Linked DNA regions of Macaca mulatta: region 2 is linked to region 1. Evidence: chromatin contacts called from public Hi-C data. All regions are on one chromosome and are shown on one strand. Each heading gives the region's core, a stretch centred on a gene start, on an enhancer-like site or on the middle of the called end of the contact. The rest is flanking DNA. Distances are from core to core; before and after follow the strand shown.

What was found. Hi-C and Micro-C count contacts between places; a contact is called where the count stands out from the background.
Region 2: a Hi-C map of fetal cortical plate shows a contact between it and region 1, with 1.8 times the contacts expected there. The contact joins the promoter of TSKU here to the enhancer-like site in region 1. A contact is called at or near these places in 6 of 14 Hi-C or Micro-C datasets (blood, cortical neurons, fetal cortex germinal zone and 3 more).

What each region holds. Positions count from the first base shown.
Region 1 is chr14:77,146,878-77,149,891 of T2T-MMU8v2.0, forward strand. No RefSeq gene overlaps it. Among named protein-coding and RNA genes, the nearest start is that of TSKU, 37 kb to the right of the region's middle. Within about 2 kb of position 1,399, at least 5 of the 40 cell types and tissues checked have an H3K27ac peak or open chromatin away from gene starts, as enhancers often do. A contact at or near this core is called in fetal cortical plate, where this site is marked.
Region 2 is chr14:77,183,795-77,186,759 of T2T-MMU8v2.0, forward strand. It overlaps TSKU (tsukushi, small leucine rich proteoglycan), which reads left to right and starts at 1,682. Exons shown (of 2, transcript XM_077963942.1): 1 at 1,682-1,835. It overlaps LOC106993392 (a long non-coding RNA gene), which reads right to left. Exons shown (of 7, transcript XR_013404192.1): 6 at 2,414-2,965; 7 at 1,829-2,274.

The DNA.
Region 1 (3,014 bases), core at 149-2,648:
GAACAGAATGGAGACCCAGAAATAGGCCCCTGCACATATGGAAACTTGATAAATGACAGCTGCATTGCAGATGAAGAAAGAACGAGTCACTGAATGGTGCTGACACTTCTGGAAAAAATGAAATGTGATCTGCACCTTACACCACACACAAAAATCAATTCCAGGTGGATTAAGGGCTTAACATGTGAGAACCAACTTTTTTTGTTAATATTAAGAGAAAATATAGGAACATTCCTTTGTGAATTTAAGCCATGGAAGAACTTCTTAAACAAGACATAAGAAAATGCAAACATAAAGGAAGAAGTGCAATAAATTTGACTACTGTAGAGTTTAGAACTTCTGTTCGTCAAAATATATCATAAAGAAAGTGAAAATACAAGCCACAAAGTGGGTGTCACAAATTGCCTTTTCCAGAGATGACTGCAACAAGAGCTCCCATCTCACATGCGCTTTTAGAACCCTGCCACTCCCCAACAAGAGGTAGAGTTTATGTCCTCTCCCCTTGAACCTGGGCAGGTGCTTGTGACGGCCCTGAGCAGTAGGGTATGGTCAAAGTGATGCTATGTGACTTCTGATGCTAAGTCATACAAATATGGTATACTTCAGCCTCCATCCCCTGCCTCTGGCCTTGTTCTCCCCCGACCCTACCTGAACTATGCAGGTGACACAGAGCTGCATTCCGGCTCAGACCCTGATCCGATACCACACCTGATACACTAATGTTCTCTTGGGCTTGGCCTCCTCCAGCTGTCTCAGCAAAACCTTTCTCCGAGTCCACCTACCCTGGAGAATTGCCACGGCCCTACCTGTGGGCAGACATTTTCACAGTCCCCAACCTGAGAGGTGGAGTGAGACAACACAGAAATTAAGGCTTATCTGAGCCGGACTCAGTGGCTCACACCTATAATCCTAGCACTGTGGGAGGCTGTGGCAGGTGGATCACTTGAGGTTGGGAGTTTGAGACCAGCCTGGCTGACATGGTGAAACCCTGTCTCTGCTGAAAATACAAAAATGAGTCAGGTGTGGTGACAGGCGCCTGTAATCCCAGCTACTCGGGAGGCTGAGGCCGGAGGATCACTTGAACCCGGGAGGTGGAGATTGCAGTAAGCCAAGATCATACCACTGCACTCCAGCCTGGGCGACAGAGTGAGACTCCGTCTCAAACAAAAACGACAAACAAACAAGAAGTTGAGACATACCCAACATCTATTTGTGCTAATTCGTCAGAGATAGAGGGGTGGGCTCAGCAAACCCAAGTGGGTACTGTGTCCTCACCAGCTGCCCGGTGCTGTCCTCCAAGGTCATGCCCAGTAAGGGTGGGAAAAGGTTTGGACTTGGAGATTTCGAGTCCTCCCTCTGCCCCTGATGTGCTGTGTGACTCTGGGCATGTCACTTTGCCTCTCTGGGCCTCAGCTTCCTCAGTACCAGGATTCTTGTGTTTATCATTTTTATGCACATTATACCTGACGGGGTCCTGACATGTGGAGTAGGTGCTTCATAAATGGAGTTAAAAGAATGCTTTGTTCTCCCCACCTACGCCCCATTATGCCCACCCAGCAAACTTCTACTCGTACTCATACCCGTACCCATCTCATATGTCACCTCCTCTAGGAAGTCTCCCTTGACTCAGCAAGTCACCTCTATCGAAGCACAGAACTCTGCTCCCACCTCAGACAGCCTGGACTGTGATCCCTCTGAGAGCAGAAATCATGTCTGAACCATCTCCGGGTCCCACGTCCCAGCCCAGGACCTGGCACCAGGGAATGGCTGTTGGACTAATTATCTAATCAGCACATAAGAAAACTTGCTCCTTCAAGAGGATCCCGAAGGGATTCTGGCTGAAGGCCACACATCCTGTTCCCAGTCAGCGGGGAACCCCAGCAGCCCGGCTCCTCTGAGAGGCCCATGAGCGAGGCGAGCCACGAGGCTGCTGGGGAAGTCACTGGCATCCAGACGCTGCCTCCTCAGCCGAACCCATGACACACATGAGACTCTCATTTACTCACTTATTTTCCAACACTGGCAATACTCCAATAGTGGCATATTGTTTTTTTCTGTTAAGTTCTGCAGACATAGATGAGGATAGTAATTGGCATCAATGCCGACTTAAATACATCCTCATGACTTTCATATCTTAGCCAAACAGCACAGGGAAACTCCCTCTGCTCCGCCTGTGGATTGCCTATGGCAGTGCGAACTCCCAGGTGGCTTCCCTGGGCCTCCTGGGCCACCCGCCTCTCTCATCCGAAGCTAAGGTCAGCCTTAGCTAACCTTAAAATAAAGGTTAAAATAAATAAATAAATAAATAAATAAATACCACATTTTATTTTAAAATAAAATAAAATCTGATGTCCTGAGATTTAATCCTGGTATTTGATCACAGACCCTCGGCCTGTTTCAACCCAGTCCAGCTCAGTTAGGGGTGAACTCAGACCCAAGGCAGCCCATGGACCATGCGCCAGTCCCTCTATAAGACCCCTGTAGGAGCCAGTCTGTCCCTCTGTTTTTCTGCCTGCTTCCCCATTTGCATACCAGTGCAGCCTGAGACACCGTCTCAGAAACACCCCTCCAGCTGCTGGTCAGAGAGAGGTGAGAGAGGGGAGACTGAGGCAGGAGACCAGTGCTGCAGATGCTCTGATGCCCTGCCCTACATCACCCAAGGCCACCCCAGCTGCAATAAACGGTTCTCACACTGTGACAGCGGCCCACCCCGTGTGCCACCCTCTCTCTGCTTCTCTGTCCGAGAAGATAAGGGCTTTCACATGAGCCTGTTCCACCCTACAGATACCTCAGGGTGCCCAGTGAGACCGAGTTTGTTTCTCCTCACATACACTTCATTGTTCTTTCTCCTCATTTCCTCACTGCCTGCTTTGCTTCTAGGAGGATCACCCCCCCCACCCCATAAACTACATAACCCAAGTCCTTATATCAGGGTCTGCTTTTGGGGGATCCCTAATGAAGACAGCCATGGAAGAGGCTGAGGCAATGGTGCAGAGAAGAGATAACCATGTGAA
Region 2 (2,965 bases), core at 432-2,931, 37 kb after region 1:
GAACAGACTTGAATGGAGAAGGTCCACCTCCCTTCCCTTCTTTCCAGGTGACTAGGGGACTAGAGCTTGAGACGTGTGTGAGGGGGTGGCCAGAACTGATGCTGGAGAGTGAAAGTGAGGTGGGGGCATATCACACAGGCCTTGAATGCTACGCCAAGCAGTTTGGCTTTTGCTATTGAAAGGTTTTAAGCAGGCAAGTGTCATGATCCATTTTGCAGATCTGCAGTTTAGAAAGGGCACTCTTGCTGGAATGTGGACAGTAGAAAGGAGAGGAGAGTCTAGAGGCACAGAGATTCTCAACTGGAGGCACAGTTATGAGGGGAGGTGGGTAAAGTTCATGGAGATCCATCAGCTGAAGCCCCTCAAGGCCACCTCTCCCTAAGGGGAGATCAAAGGAAATGATGAATGTGGAAGTGCTCAGAAACTGCTGCCAGCTACCAGCCAAAGTGTGAAGGGTTGTTGATCACTTTTGTGTTAAACGTGAGGTCTGGAGCCTCCAGCGCAGCTGGCTAGACCCTGCACACACAATGCAGTGGGAGTTAGCTTCCCTGAGTTCCCGGGCAGTTGGGTCTTTTCATCTCCAGTTCTCAGATGCTGAACTTGAGACTCACTAAACAATTCCACATGGAGTAGAGGATGGAAATCGTCAGTCCAGGGCAAGGGGAGGGGGGTGCCATTCCTTCCAAAGAATGTCCCTATGGGAGGGGAGGAAGCAGCAGGAATATAAGCCAGACAAGCCAGGGAGTACGGAGGCCATTCCCAGGCATGCTCCCCTCCCAAGCCTGCTGGGCTTGCCAACCTCTACCCCAGCTCCTGACGGAAGACATTTAACAACCACACAAAGGAGCTTCCTGTGAGCCAGACTAATGCTTTACCTAAATTACCTTGTTTATTCCTCAGAATAGCCTCTTCTACAGTTGCAGAAACTGAGTCTCAGAGAGGTTAGGTAACTTGCCTAAAGTTACCCAGAACTGGTAAGTGGCAGGGCTGGAAACTGAATCCTGACCAAGCTTGGCCTTCACCCGATGCTCCCATCCAGGTCTCTCTCCCATCTAGGCAGGGAGCCTTTAGAGAGGGGAGGAATGGGAAGGTGAGAAATGGGAGGGGCCTGACTCCTCTCTATGGGTCCCAGGGGTTGTGGAGTTGAATCCCTGCAGCCCTTTTAAGCCCAACAGTGAGGAAGACATTGGACACCAAAGGGCCCATGGTGCCATCCCAAAGACTCATGAGGAGTGTGAGCTGGATGATCACAGAAGGCCTCCTAGTTCTGAAAGCTGGGATTCTAATCAGGTGAGGACGATGAATGGAAAGGAGAGAGGGGAGCTCTCCCTGCTTCCACACATATGAGACCAGGCTCCCAGCCTTTTCTCTGCACATCCCTAACTGGCAGGGTCCACAGGTCTCAAACCAAGTGCATCCCCAAGACCACACAATGGCTCTGAATGCATGGAGGACCTGTAAGACCAGTTTGTTTTCTGGGCAGCAGATGACTTTGCTGGCCTGAGGCCTAGGGTAGTGGCCTCTACTCCTACCTCACCATCTCTCTAGTGTCTTCCTTCTTCCCAAAGTAGACTGGCATGCGTGCACACACCCAGGCCCAAGCAACTCCTTTTTTTTTTTTTTAATTTTAAATTTACTTAATAAGAAAAAGTAATAAGGAAAGAAGCAGCAAACAGACTGGGTGTGTTAACGAGTCTGGGCCACTGCAGGGGGGACGTTGCCCAATTTCTGCACCCCGAGGCCCTCCAAAGTCTGGGAGAAGCTCCTGGGAGGTCCAGGGCCCAAGACCAAAGCCTCTATCAACTCCCCCACCTGTGAACTGCCCCTCTCCCGAGGTAGGCATTGTCTGGGTGTGTACACTGGGAGCCACCCACACACCCAACTCTCCCCTCCTAGGGAATGCGTCCACCAGGTCATTTCTCCTGCAAACCCTCATTTTAAAGTGTCTTGGATGCTTTCCTGTCCCCCGCCCTTGCCTTTTTTTTTTTCTTTTTAGCATAAAGAGGGGTGAGAGCCCAAGAGCTGCAGCAGGGGGAATAGATTGAAACTGCTGCCTACTCATACGCCAGTTTCCCTTCTTAGAACTCTAACCAGAAGCTAATGGTTTCCTCCATAAAAGAAAAACTCAATCTGTTGACTTTCTCTCTCCTCTCCTGCCAGCTTTTCTGCCTGAGCCGGGCTCTCTCTTCTCTGTGGGTTCGTCTTTCAGCCAGTCTTTCTCTTGCTTCAGATTCTTGGTTTCTGGCTCCCTGTCGTCCCTGAACCTCTTTCACTCTTTAAAAAAAAACGGGGAGGGCGGTGAACAAGCAAAGAGGAAGCCCTCACCCACCCACCCCATCTCTTCCTTACTAGCAACTAATTCCCTCTCTCTACACACACACACACACACACACACACACACACACACACACACAGAGGCACGTACTCCGGCGACCTCCAGATGTTCCCGACAGTGAGGCCATCTGCTTAGATTGCTGGGGCGCGCAGGGGGAGGGGGCAGGGATCCGGGATGCAGGAAGCTGTGAGGGAAGCCTACTGGAGGGGGCAGGAGCTGCGCACTTTTGAGACGCTCCCTAGAGTGGAACCCGGGCTCGGCTCGGGCTCCGCGGGCGGGGCGCGCGCCGGGAGAGGCTGGCACTTTGGCGACACTCCCTGAGCCGCCCCGCGGCTGGCCCGAGCAGCCACCCGGCGCCCGGCAGGGGGGAGCCCGGCTGCGGGCGGGGACCGGGGGGCGGGCCGCGCCGCCGGGAGAAAAGCGCCGGCCGGAGGGCCCGCGGCCGGGCCGCCGGGGTGAGCGTGCCGAGGCGGCTGCGGCGCAGGCTTCCAGGTGGGTGTGGGTCCCCGGACGGGGCGAGAGTTCGCGCTGCGGGTGAAGATCCCGAGTCCCCGACCTCAGCCTCGCGGCCCCTTCGGCGGGCGGGTGGGGGACGCCGGTCGCAGGGGCGGGGCTGGGTCCCGCCAAGGC